Regions from separate parts of the Mus musculus genome. Here regions 2, 3 and 4 are each linked to region 1. Evidence: chromatin contacts called from public HiCAR-type and Micro-C data. All regions are on one chromosome and are shown on one strand. Each heading gives the region's core, a stretch centred on a gene start, on an enhancer-like site or on the middle of the called end of the contact. The rest is flanking DNA. Distances are from core to core; before and after follow the strand shown.

Region 1 (2,794 bases), core at 90-2,589:
CTGTGTGTGCTGCTCTTGGTTCCTTGCCTCCCAGGCTCGGGCAATCCGGGAAAAGTTGCTTTCACGTGCTGAGGCCTGAGACAGGAGCATACAGCCCTTTCGAGTTGGGACCCGGTCCTTGGATCTGCAGGGCCAGGCAGTCACACGGGAGACTCCAACAGGCACTGCGGCCAGGTGAGGAGGGAGCTGCGGGAAGGGTGGGCTAGCGACCAGGAGGAGCGCTGTCCACAGCTCGCCAGCCCCCAGCCTCCAATTCGGTCTGGAGAGCTGGAGGCGCGACCTCTGACCCCCGGCCGGGCCCACGCCCCGAGGAGAGGCTGGCAAGCTCTTGTTCGACAAGTTCAAGCGGCGGAGGGAGCTTAAATAGAATTAATCTCTTAGAGATCGGAGATCAAGGCTCCCTCGGCGCGCGCTGTCCCCGCGCCGCGCCACGACCAAGATGCCAGAGAGCTCTAGGATTTCGGGTAGGCGACCCGGCTGGGGAGGAAGGTGGCGGAGCTCTCCAGAGTCCCCAGGCCTGCAGGGGTAAGCCAGCGACGCCCGCTGGGGACCAACCGCAGGAGGGAAGGCTTTGAGGCTTTGCCTCTCAGCTGCTCAGTACACGCAATGGAGGCGAGAGGGACGCCGCCAGCTCCGGGTTGGCCGGTTTTGTTTGCAAGAAGCTGGCGAAGCCCTCCCCGCGGCGGTGCCCAAAGCCGTCACGCCGAGGCCGAGGGACCGCAAGATCCCAGCCCAGTCCCCAAGACCGCGCACCGCGACCTCAGCTCTGGCTTTCCATAGATAGTTGCAAAATGAATAAATTACTCACCTCGGGCCAGATCCAAGTTTTACCCAACAGAAGGGGCGCGAGACCAACAATGAACCAACTCACATGGCCATGTCCGGGCGCACACAATCATACACAGACACAGCTACCCAATATCTTCCACGAATCTATCTGTCTGGCATTCTGGAGAGAGGGGAAAAGCGTTTTGAGAGAGCCCCACCACCCCTCCCCTCCTCCCTTCCCGTGAAATATAAAAATTCATATTTTTTTTATTACAAGAGCGGCTCCGTCCTCACCATCACGCACGCACGGAGCCGCTTGCCCGTATTCACTCTCAACTCGTCAGCTCCGAGAGCGCTTGCATTTTCTTTGGAAGCCGCTTGGAGGTTCATTAATATCATTAGCATTTAACCCCCTCCCTCTTCCCATCTCCTCCCCGCACATGGCTGACGTCAGACCCCGCCAGGAGTTGGGGGAAAAGCTAAGTGGGCCAGGGACGCCCTATTCCCCTCCCCGCGGCTGCCTGTCAGAGCGCTACTGGAGATATTACCAGAGACCCGGCCCGCAGCGACAGGCACAAAGTCACAGGGTAATGAACTTCGGGGACCCTTCGCCGCTGCGTGCGCGGCTGTCCCCGGAAACTCGGATCTGGCCACCTCTCCCCTTGGAAGATCTCCCAGCAATCTAGTTTCCCCTCTCGGCGCCGGGGCTCCGGCAGCGAGGAGCTTAATCTGCCTCTGAGACTGCGGCTGTGATTTTCGCCTTTCCACAGAAGATCTGCAGTCTGCAGAGAGCTGCCCACTCTGCACGCCTGTGTGGAGGGAGAGATTGGAAGCAGTACCAAGCATGGGGAACGAGGGGAAGTTCGCCTTCGTTGCTCCGTAGGAAGACCATTTCCGTGTCTCCATCTCTGTCCTTCCATATTCCCCTCGCGCTGTCCTCCCTCTTCAGCCTGCCTGTCCATCTCTCCATCTGTCTGTTCAAGACTGTGTCCACATCAAGCCGCATCCCCAGCAGCTGCAGTTTTGCTAGAGCCGGGAAAGAAACTTAAGGATGCTTACATTTCCACTGTGGAACGAATTCTGAGCGCCGGGGAGAGCAGGGCAGCGCACAACCAATAGCCACCTGTCTGTCCCGCCCGGGAGCCTCGCAGGCTGGAGGGCGGCTGGAGAGCGGCGGCGGCCGGCGGCGACGTGGGCGCCGTGGGTCGGGAATCCGGCAGTGCCCACCAACCGCTGCGCCCCGGGACCGCCAGCATGAGCAAGCCCGCCGGATCAACAAGTGGGTACCGCTCGGGCAGCCGCGGGGTCCTGGCGCGTGGCCTGGGGAGGGCAGGCTGGGAGGCCGGGATGGTCCTTCTGAGAGCTCTGAATTTGAGCCCCAGAGTAATACTCTCTCGGGCTTGTATGTCCGTTGGCCTAGCTCTCTTAGACTGTTGCGTTGGAGCGTTTCGTGCAACTGGGAGAGCAATTTCGTTGCTTCTGGATGCTAGCTCTTCCGGGTCTCCCCGGTGTATCAGGAAGGTTGCGACCCGTGGCAGCCCACCGGTCCAGCCTGCTGTTTCTATTTAGCTGCAGGTGCCGAAGGTGGGAGGGGTGAGCCAGGGGCGGGAACTGGGCCGCAGCTCCAGGCGGCCGCACAATAACGCAGCCGCTCAAAAACTCAGAGCTTGCAGCGCGCAAAAGCAACTCTGCAAAAAGCGGATTTCGAATGGAATGCTTTGCACTCCGTTTCCAGCTATTTCAAATAATCCTGCAAAACCGGGAAGCAGAAACCATTTAAAAGTCACATTTTCCTTAATCCTAAATCCGCGTAGGTCATAACTGGGGAATGTAAAGTATGGCGAGCCAGTCTAGCAAAGAGAGGACCAAATCCCTAATCCCAAGGACTTTCGGAGCGGGAGCCCAGCACCGACAGGAGTCTGCGGCCTGCTCACTCCGGACGCTTCTTCTTCCAGCTTCCTCTCCCATAGACCGCACTGCTGCAACTGATCTCTGTTGACCTCCAAAGACAGGCAGAAGTGCAGGG
Region 2 (2,794 bases), core at 101-2,600, 750 kb after region 1:
TGGACCGTGGCGTATTTGTCTGTCTCACATTACCAAGGCTGCAGCTGTGCTGTGCTCAGCTCTGTCCCACATTCTGGAATCAAATCTGAAACTTTCTGCCTGTGACCTGCATGCCTGGGAGACCTGCTGCTTAGCTAAGAAAAGTTCAGCCCCATGCAATGAGCATCCTCGTCAAGAGCAGCAAGCTGGTGCTTTCTCACGAAAGTGTACTTTTGCTGGCTTAAGGCTCTCACATTTCAATTGTAAAAAGTCTTCTCTAACAGTTTCAGGAAGTAAGTGTCCTGTGCATGTGGCAGCTCAGGTGGTCTGCTGCTGTTCTGAGGCAAGGTCTCAGGTAGCCCAAGCTGGCCTTGAATTCACCTAATGGCCCAGGATGCTCTTCAACTTCTGACCTTCCTTCCTGTACCCACCCCCAAGTGTTAGGATGTTGGGCATGTACCACCACACCCAACTTCTCAATTTTTTTATGGAGGGTACTCTTTGAAAAATTGATACACTTGGGTTTTCCCCCAAAAGTACATGCAAGAATACACTGTTTTCTCTGTAACTGATGGGTCACACAACATCCTAAAAAGCCAAAATCTTCAATTTGAACCATTAAGCTGTAGCCTCTCCCAGAACAAGTCTTGGCTTTGCTTCCTGGAAAACAAGAACAAGTCTCCTTTGGTAATCAGTTTGGGGCAGTTAAGACTGCCCACTACTCTCTGCAGAGAATGTGAGGTCCATTCTCAGATCCCATGTCAGCACACTCACAACCACTATACGCATGTGCACACAGACAGACAGACAGACAGATGTGCATGTGCACACACATATATATACATAGAGCGAGAGACAGGGATGGGGGAGAGAATGTTTGCTTTACTGGTTTCATGTTCTCATCTTCCCAGAAACTACTCTCCAAGGAGCACATATGCGTTGAGCCCAACTGTGTACCTGCCCAGCTGGATGGTCTAGTCAGATCATCTACCTCTCCAGCTCACGCTCCTTGTGTTGAGTGACTGGATAAAAGCAGCGAGTGCATGCCACAGGCCCAAGAACAGCATCTGGGGGGGGGGGCGAGTTAACTAGACTATGGGCTCTGAGGTCAGCAGTCTTCTCCACCTCTCTTCCACACAGATACCTGTGCAGGTACCTGGAACAGTCTGAGACAGTAAGTGAAAGAGGAGATCAATACTATCACCAGTTAAGCTTGGATATTTAAACTTGGAATTATCTCCTTTCTCCTTTCAGACTCCCTCTAAAAGAAGACAACTGAAAACACAAATGTTCTTAAGTTGTACACACATCTTCTCTTGAGGCCTACAGCATCAAAATTGATGACAAACTAGACTTGAGTTGAGTCAGAGTGCCACCTAGTGCTCACAGCAGCTAACTGCTGAGAACTCAGGAAATGTCCTTGGTGAACAAGGAGGCAGGCGGGCACAAAAATGTAAAGTGAGTGGAAAACTGTCATTAATGGCCAGAGTCTTCAAAAGAAAGGTAACTATAAGGAAAATCAGACATCTGCAGCTTTAGACGCTAGTACATGCGCGCATACATATGTACCATACTAGAGAAAACTTACTTCCGAGTACCCTAAAGTTCTACTTCCTGCAGAATCATTCTGTGAATAGAATCTGGTGCACAGCATTCCCCTTGTATCCTTGGCTTCTCTTTCTATGGCTTTATAATCGCTAGTCATGGTCAGCCATATCCAGAATCAACAATGCGTAAATTTTAAATCACGTGCTATTCTGAGAAGTGATCTCATACCATGCTGCCAGGCCTGTGATTTACTCTTTTCCAGAGTGTGCATGCCACATGCCACATACACTACCCACTCAGTATCTTTTTAGTGGCCACCTCAGTTTTCATAACAGCTGCTGGCTCCAATGTAAGGCTCGCAGTGAAGTAGTGCATACCCAGGAGCCCATAATGTCAAAACACCCAACTTGTTCAGCTCAGGCACCTTATCACTAGTATTGTTAGCATCTTCTGAATACTCACTGGTAGTACCATCTGAAATCTCAAAAAGGGAGAGTTCTAGAAGACATTAGAAGAGAGGAAAAACACATCCATATAGCTTTAATTACAACAAGTAGTTGTTCTGTTATTGTTGTAAACTTAGGTTTACATTGTAGGTACATGCTGAGGCAGGAAGATCAAAAGTTCAAGGTCAGCCTGGGCAACTTTGCAAGACTTTGCTTCAGATTCAAATTTAAAAATTGGGAGGTGGGAATGGTGGTACTTGTAATCCCAGCATGTGGGAAGTGAAAGCAGGAGTATAAGGAGTTCAAGGTCATCGTCAGCTATGTAGTGAGCTTAAGGCAAGCCCGGGCTACATGAGGCCTTGTCACAAACAAACAAATGGAGTGCAGCTTGGTGGAACAGTCCTTGCTCAGAATTCCTTAAGTGGCTGCCTAGTACTGTACAAAGCTAGGTTTGATGGTTCATAGTTATAATTCCAGCACTTGGGAGGCTGATGCAGGAGGACTGTTGTAAGTTCAAGTTTAAGGTCAGCCTGGGCTACATAGTAACTTCTAGACCAGCCCATGTTTGTCTCAAAAATACCAATTAAAATTTATAAACAGCAAATAAATTTGAAAATGGTTTAATTTTTGAACCATTGGGATGACTATACTAAAAATGACATGAGAAAATGTTTCTTATTAAAATTAGTATTCTCTATAATTGAAGGAAGGCCCTTACTTCAACATATTATATGTAGTGGGATAAAATTTTTCAAATTTCTATCAATTATATAATAATTTCTGGTGGTTCTGAAACAACTAAAGATGATAAAGATTAGGGC
Region 3 (2,794 bases), core at 121-2,620, 690 kb after region 1:
CACACACACACACACACACACACACACACACACAGAGTACATTTTAAAAAAATGGTTCTTAATATTGTATAAAACTACTCGTAGTGGTTTTTTTTTGGTTATACTTGAAAACATACTTATTTAAAGTCAGGAAAAAATAGAAACTATCTGATTATATGCTATTACAAGTCAGAATATGATTACAAGTCAGACAATAAGTAATATATTTATCCTATGTCAAAAGCATTAATCCTCTTAAATTAAAAAAAAAAAAAAGAAAGAAATTTTCATTGGATTTTTACAAACCATGATTCCAATGTAGTGCCGATAATGGAGGGGTAATGGCCCATCCATTTGTAGTAGGTAGTGTTGAGTCTTTAAGAAACTTTCTAAATATTGTGGATGGAAAACCATCACTAATGTGATGTTATCCAGACGACCCAAAGCAGCAAAGGAGTCTGCAAATAACGCATGCATCTGTGCGTCTTCACTGCCCACCTGCAGCATCTGTGGGAAGGAGAGGAGAGCCACAGTTGCACACACTATAAACCGGTTAAAGAGAACAGGAATGTGGTGCACCGATCTATTTACAAGTAGATTACAGTTTCCTGAGAGGACTTGTGATTTAAACTTGTAGCTGAAGAATAGTCCCATTATATGGTGGGAGATAAACAACAAAGGCTGAACTGAACTTTAGATAAAGGGTCTAGATAAGCTGCAGAGTTGACAAGAATCCAGACGAAGAAGCAGACTGTTAAATACCCAGATTTTGCAAGCAGACATTAAAACCTTTCCTTACAACACTATTCTCATTTAATGAGAAGAGAATCACAATTAATAGCAAAAACTTATGACAATAAAGCATAGCTGCTTCTACATATGTGGAATTAAAGGTCTGGTGCAGTGCTCTCACCAGTCAGATGGAGCACCTCTGCTTCCAAGCAAGGTCTAAACATATGCAGGTGGAGGGAGGGAGTCAACAACAAGGCTCAGTTTTACTTGATTAAGTACAGGTGCTTAAAATGCATCATGAAATCCTAGAAATCAATATGACCCTGACAGCTTTCTAATCCCATGACCTCACTGCCAAAGCATGACTAACTCTGAATAACTGTGTAAAACATGCTGTTGACCAGCAATCATTCAGATGCCAGATGTGGGCCATGAAAATGTTTCCTTAAAAGCAGGCAGTTCACTGTGTACTTTCAAAACAGCATACCTCCTTCTCTGGGATGAACCTGCTTGGTCCGTGTCCTAGTGGCCGAGGGATTCTGATTCCAAGTTCCTAGAAAAGAAAATTACACCATCTCAGATCTCCAGCAGTAAACAGCACAGACTGAGGCTAAAGGAGCAAGAGGAAAAGCAGCCAGCCTTGCTAGTCATTTGTTCTCACAGCTATATATACACACCAGTTCCTCTATTTGCATCACACAGCTAACACCTTCTAATATGACTGTCTAAAAACAATAAAACCTGTTTCACTAAAACCAGAGTTTTGCATAAAGCTCTTGGCAGAGAGTCTGGAACAGAAAGTTCAGCACACAGTGGCCAAACCCGTGGGCTGTCAGTGATACAAAACAAGACCAGTGTGTGTGTGTGTGTGTGTGTGTGTGTGTCTAACTCAACAAAAGCATCACTCCTTGTCAGGAAATAAAAACAACAATATCTCTATATAGACATCTTAAGACATCATTACTGTATTAATAAAACACGTCAAGGCAAGCAGTGGCATGTGACAAGTGAAAAGGCAGCTGAATCCACAGTCAGGACTCCAGTGGGGCATGCTCTCTGTGGTTAAGTGAGAACACTTCAGGAAAACCAAGTTTGGGCCTGTTTACAATCTTGCTAACATTCTGCCTTTTGACACAATCTAGAATTCTTTCTCTTATACTGACAGAGCAGCACATTAGCAGGAACAGAAAGCCTACTGTTAGGACTTCCTCCCCTATACAATGCTCTTGACATAATATCAAAATAACCATAATAAAACTTTTGAGGGCAATCAATCCATTATCGCTTTAAGCTGTAAAATAAAGTAAATACAACTGAAGATCCTTATTATTTATAAAATTGTTACATACAAATACTAGTTTTTTGTTTAAAAGAGGAAGACTATTGGCATGGATACAGAACTGTAGCCAAGAGTAAAACATTATAAAAACAGATATTCCCAACTCCTGTTCTGTGTGTGTGCACTATGTGTCTGTATGTATGCCTCTGTGTGTGTGTGTGTGTGTGTTTGTGAGAATATGGGAGAGCATGTACTGTGTAGCTCATGTGGAAGTCAGAAGACAACAGTCTCTTCTTTTTGCATTGTGTGTGCCAGGCTAGCTGGCTCTTGGACTTCTGGGGGCTTCTCTTTCTCCCTTCCATGTTCCTGTAGGCCTATGGGATTATTTGTTTGTGCTATGCATTCAGGTTTTACATGGGTTCCCAGGATTTGAACTTAGGTCCTCATACTTGTGTGGTGAGTGGTTTTACCCACTGAGCTATCTCCCCAACTTAGCTGCTTTGCTTTTAAGAAAAAACTGGGAGGGAACAGAGTGAATCCAAGAAGTTTGTTCTGAGCAAATGAAAATCTTTTGAATACAATACATTTTTTAAATCTCACACAGGGCTAGGAATGTAGCTTAGTTGGTAGAGTGCTTATTTAGTGTACAGCTGTAATCCCAGCACTTGGGATGTGGAGGCAGGAGGATCATAAGTTCAAAGATATCCTCAGCCACGTAGCAAGTTCTGACCCCCACCCCCCACTCTCACCCCTGAAACAGCAAGCAGGATAAGAGAATCTTTATTGGCAGAATCCAAAGTAGAC
Region 4 (2,794 bases), core at 184-2,683, 590 kb before region 1:
AGGCAAAAGCTGGCTTTTAGAAGTTCCCACAGGCCTTCTGCATGGCTTCGGGTACACAGGTACTTTCCCTCGCACCCCCAGCACACGAAAGAGAAGATGCTTTCCAGGGTACCCTCCCAAATATTTGTACGAAACACATTATGCTAAAATGCAAAAACAGGCCTCATAGGGTTGTTCAGCCCTGCAGAGTACGCTCCCAGATATCTGTAATTCTATGCTTAAAGAGACAAAACCATGCTAAAATGCAAATTAGGCAAGGCAACACTCAGAATGAACCCCACTTGATAGGCCGAACTGAGATTTTAATGAAAAGCTTACTCATACCCCCACACCGAATTCATTCTATCTCTTAAGGACTTAAAAATGTGTAATTTTAAATTCCACCACTGTCATAATGAACACTCCGTAATAACAAGCCGGGGAACAATGGACACCCCCATATCACATTGTGTCAGGTAATTACAAAGTGGAGCGGCGCGGGAAAGCTGAACTGGGAACGTCTAGGTGTCGTTCCTTTGCAGTGTGTGTAGGAGATTTTCAGAGCTGTGTGTTGTCTCTGGAGCCTCATCAAACGGTTCACGCTGATACCTCAACCCAAAAGACAGGGACAGGCGCAGCCGACCTTGGTCCAGGGCGTGGACAGAGGCGGCCCAAGAGGAAACACGTGAGCGCATGGAGGATGAGCTGGGCTTTGGAACCAGCAGATGCGAGTCTGGTGGAAGAGTGTGGAACCTGATGGAGAGGAGAGGGTCCTGTCGTGCGTGGCGAGGGCGTGGGGCTTCTGGGGGGAGGGATCCTGAGCGCACAACAGTACCCACTAAGCCCAACCCTTCCCATTAAGCACAGGGCACGGTGAGGGTGCAAGCCGGGTCACCGGGTAAAGATGCTACTTTGTAACAGAGCATAAGCTTGCGTTTGGGGCAGAGGGGGAAGGGAGACAGAAAGAGAAAGAAAATCAGGGAGCTGGAGGCTGAGTTGTCCTACTTCGAAGTCCTTCTCAGGAAGGCAAAAGCTTCCTGGCAAACAGTCTGACGGCGCGCTGTGCTGGAGACCCCTCTAAGCGACATTCAGCCTCCACACAGCCTGCCGTAGTCTTCGGAGCAGGACACTGGTGCCTGAGCGGTGGGTCCGGTCTGTGTTTCCCTCCGCTCCCGGGCGCTGCAACCCCGGAGCCGAGTTCTCGCTCTGCCTTCAGGTCCCTGCGCCCTTTCAGCGCTCCACCTCCACCCTTCACCCCGCTATGTTTTGCCTCAGCGGCCTCTAGGTCATCCTCAGAAGCCAACTCTGAGCCCACCGGAGCCCACGTCACGGAGCTCGGGAGCAGGAGGGGTCGTCGCGGGGAGGTGGCGGCTCCGAGTAGGGCCGGTGCCCGCCGCCCAGGAGCAGGCGGCCGCCAGCAGCCCCCGGAGCCGCGCAGCATCCGCGTCTACAACGACCGGGAAGCCACGCCCGCTCGCGAGCGGGGGGCTGGCCTTGTCCCCCCCACCCCCAGCCTCCCCTCCCTCGGACCCCTCCCCGCTCAGTCCCTCCCTCCGCCCGCGGCTCGGCTCGCGGGAGGCGCTGGGCGCCGGGGCTGGCGCGCTCTCCCGGGCGCACACACAGATCCACGCACGCACGCCCAGAGCAGCTGTCTCCGCCGTGGCCGGCGCTCCTCTCGCCCATGCGGACAGACAGAGCTCAGGAAGATGGCTGACGACTCCTTCGGGCCCCGAGGATGCAGCCCGGCGGCGGCGGGAGCGGGAGCGGCGGCGGCGGCACCGGCAGCGGCGGCAGCAGGAGCGGCGGCGGCGACGGTAGGAGCGGCGGCGGCGGCATCCCCGAGACTCCCCGGGCTACCCTTCCCCGTGACGGCCACTGACGGTCTCCGCCGCTAGAAGAGACCCCGCTCCTCCCTCGCCTGTTCCACCCCCACCCCCAGCCCCGGACCCGCTAGCACCGCTACCTCCGCCAGCGTTGCCACCATCAGCACCACCTCCACCTCCGCCACCGCCACCGCCACCACCACCACCGCCGGCGGCGGCAGCAGCCATTTCATCTCCACAGAAACCAGACACAAAAACATGGCAGAAATGGAGAAAGAAGGGAGACCTCCGGAAAATAAAAGAAGCCGGAAACCCGCTCACCCTGTGAAGAGGGAGATCAACGAGGAGATGAAGGTATTTTCGGACTCGGAGGCCGGGGAGACCGAGCTCTTTATTCCGTCCGCTCCCTTCGGGCTGTTGTGTAGGCTGCGGGGGGGGGGGGGGGGGACAGGGGCGCGCTTGTCAGTTTCTGCTGGGTCCCTGGGACGCCTCAGCTCCCCCTCCAGGTGCAAAACCGAGGCCAACTCATGGGCTGCATCTCCGAAGTCTGCCAACCTCAGATTTGATGGGGGCGAGGGGGGGGGGATACTATTTAACCTCACAAACCCTAGACTGGTACAGATGTTGCCGGGCGAGGGCACTGAACCCCAGTGGCGAGTGAGCATGGTGCAGTGGCTTTCCTGATGGTCGGTGTAGTATTTCTCCCTTTTTCGGAAATGAATCTCCGGACCCCTCCAAAGTTAAGAGCTGCCGGACCGGGGCACCCGGGATACCTGGATTCCACCCCTCTTCCCGGTCCATCCCCAGGCTCGGTGATCCCGCTTTGCTCCAACTCGCCGGCTGCGGCGGTGTAGCTGTCAGTGGCGGAGGCTTGGGCCGGAGCGGCGCGGGTCAGGGACGCTGCAGCCAGCGGGCTCGCCTCGCCGTCCCCGGCCGCTCCTCTCTGCTTCTGCCCCGGGTCTCCCGCTCGCCTCTGCACGCCTCACTTTCCA

What was found. Hi-C and Micro-C count contacts between places; a contact is called where the count stands out from the background. HiCAR-type assays count read pairs that join an accessible place to other places.
Region 2: a Micro-C map of embryonic stem cells shows a contact between it and region 1, with 4 times the contacts expected there. The contact joins the enhancer-like site here to the promoter of Nr2e1 in region 1. A contact is called at or near these places in 6 of 39 promoter capture datasets (the HPC-7 cell line, cranial neural crest, embryonic stem cells and 2 more), 1 of 15 datasets of contacts at CTCF or cohesin (large pre-B cells), 2 of 484 Hi-C or Micro-C datasets (both in embryonic stem cells), 1 of 115 datasets of contacts at active chromatin or transcription factors (neural tube) and 1 of 9 other capture datasets (liver).
Region 3: a contact with region 1 is called in a HiCAR-type map of astrocytes, with 2.1 times the contacts expected there. The contact joins the enhancer-like site here to the promoter of Nr2e1 in region 1. A contact is called at or near these places in 1 of 39 promoter capture datasets (embryonic stem cells), 7 of 115 datasets of contacts at active chromatin or transcription factors (astrocytes, embryonic forebrain, embryonic stem cells and 3 more) and 1 of 9 other capture datasets (embryonic stem cells).
Region 4: a Micro-C map of embryonic stem cells shows a contact between it and region 1, with 8 times the contacts expected there. The contact joins the promoter of 9030612E09Rik here to the promoter of Nr2e1 in region 1. A contact is called at or near these places in 5 of 39 promoter capture datasets (embryonic stem cells and stem cell-derived epiblast-like cells), 18 of 484 Hi-C or Micro-C datasets (B cells, LSK cells, differentiating embryonic stem cells and 1 more) and 5 of 115 datasets of contacts at active chromatin or transcription factors (all in embryonic stem cells).

What each region holds. Positions count from the first base shown.
Region 1 is chr10:42,582,135-42,584,928 of GRCm38.p6, reverse strand. It overlaps Nr2e1 (nuclear receptor subfamily 2, group E, member 1), which reads left to right and starts at 1,339. Exons shown (of 9, transcript NM_152229.3): 1 at 1,339-2,047. The coding sequence starts at 2,023. Gm38491 (predicted gene, 38491) reads right to left here and starts at 1,137. Exons shown (of 2, transcript NR_169130.1): 1 at 1,063-1,137; 2 at 1-949.
Region 2 is chr10:41,829,632-41,832,425 of GRCm38.p6, reverse strand. The region is part of intron 1 of Sesn1 (sestrin 1); the gene reads right to left. Among named protein-coding and RNA genes, the nearest start is that of Sesn1, 20 kb to the right of the region's middle. Within about 2 kb of position 1,350, at least 40 of the 459 cell types and tissues checked have an H3K27ac peak or open chromatin away from gene starts, as enhancers often do. A contact at or near this core is called in the HPC-7 cell line and embryonic stem cells, where this site is marked.
Region 3 is chr10:41,892,512-41,895,305 of GRCm38.p6, reverse strand. It overlaps Sesn1 (sestrin 1), which reads right to left. Exons shown (of 10, transcript NM_001162908.1): 2 at 1,199-1,264; 3 at 286-486. Among named protein-coding and RNA genes, the nearest start is that of Gm33058, 65 kb to the left of the region's middle. Within about 2 kb of position 1,370, at least 120 of the 459 cell types and tissues checked have an H3K27ac peak or open chromatin away from gene starts, as enhancers often do. A contact at or near this core is called in astrocytes and microglia, where this site is marked.
Region 4 is chr10:43,173,338-43,176,131 of GRCm38.p6, reverse strand. 9030612E09Rik (RIKEN cDNA 9030612E09 gene) reads right to left here and starts at 1,433. Exons shown (of 1, transcript NR_102361.1): 1 at 1-1,433. Sobp (sine oculis binding protein) reads left to right here and starts at 1,602. Exons shown (of 7, transcript NM_175407.3): 1 at 1,602-2,156. The coding sequence starts at 2,061.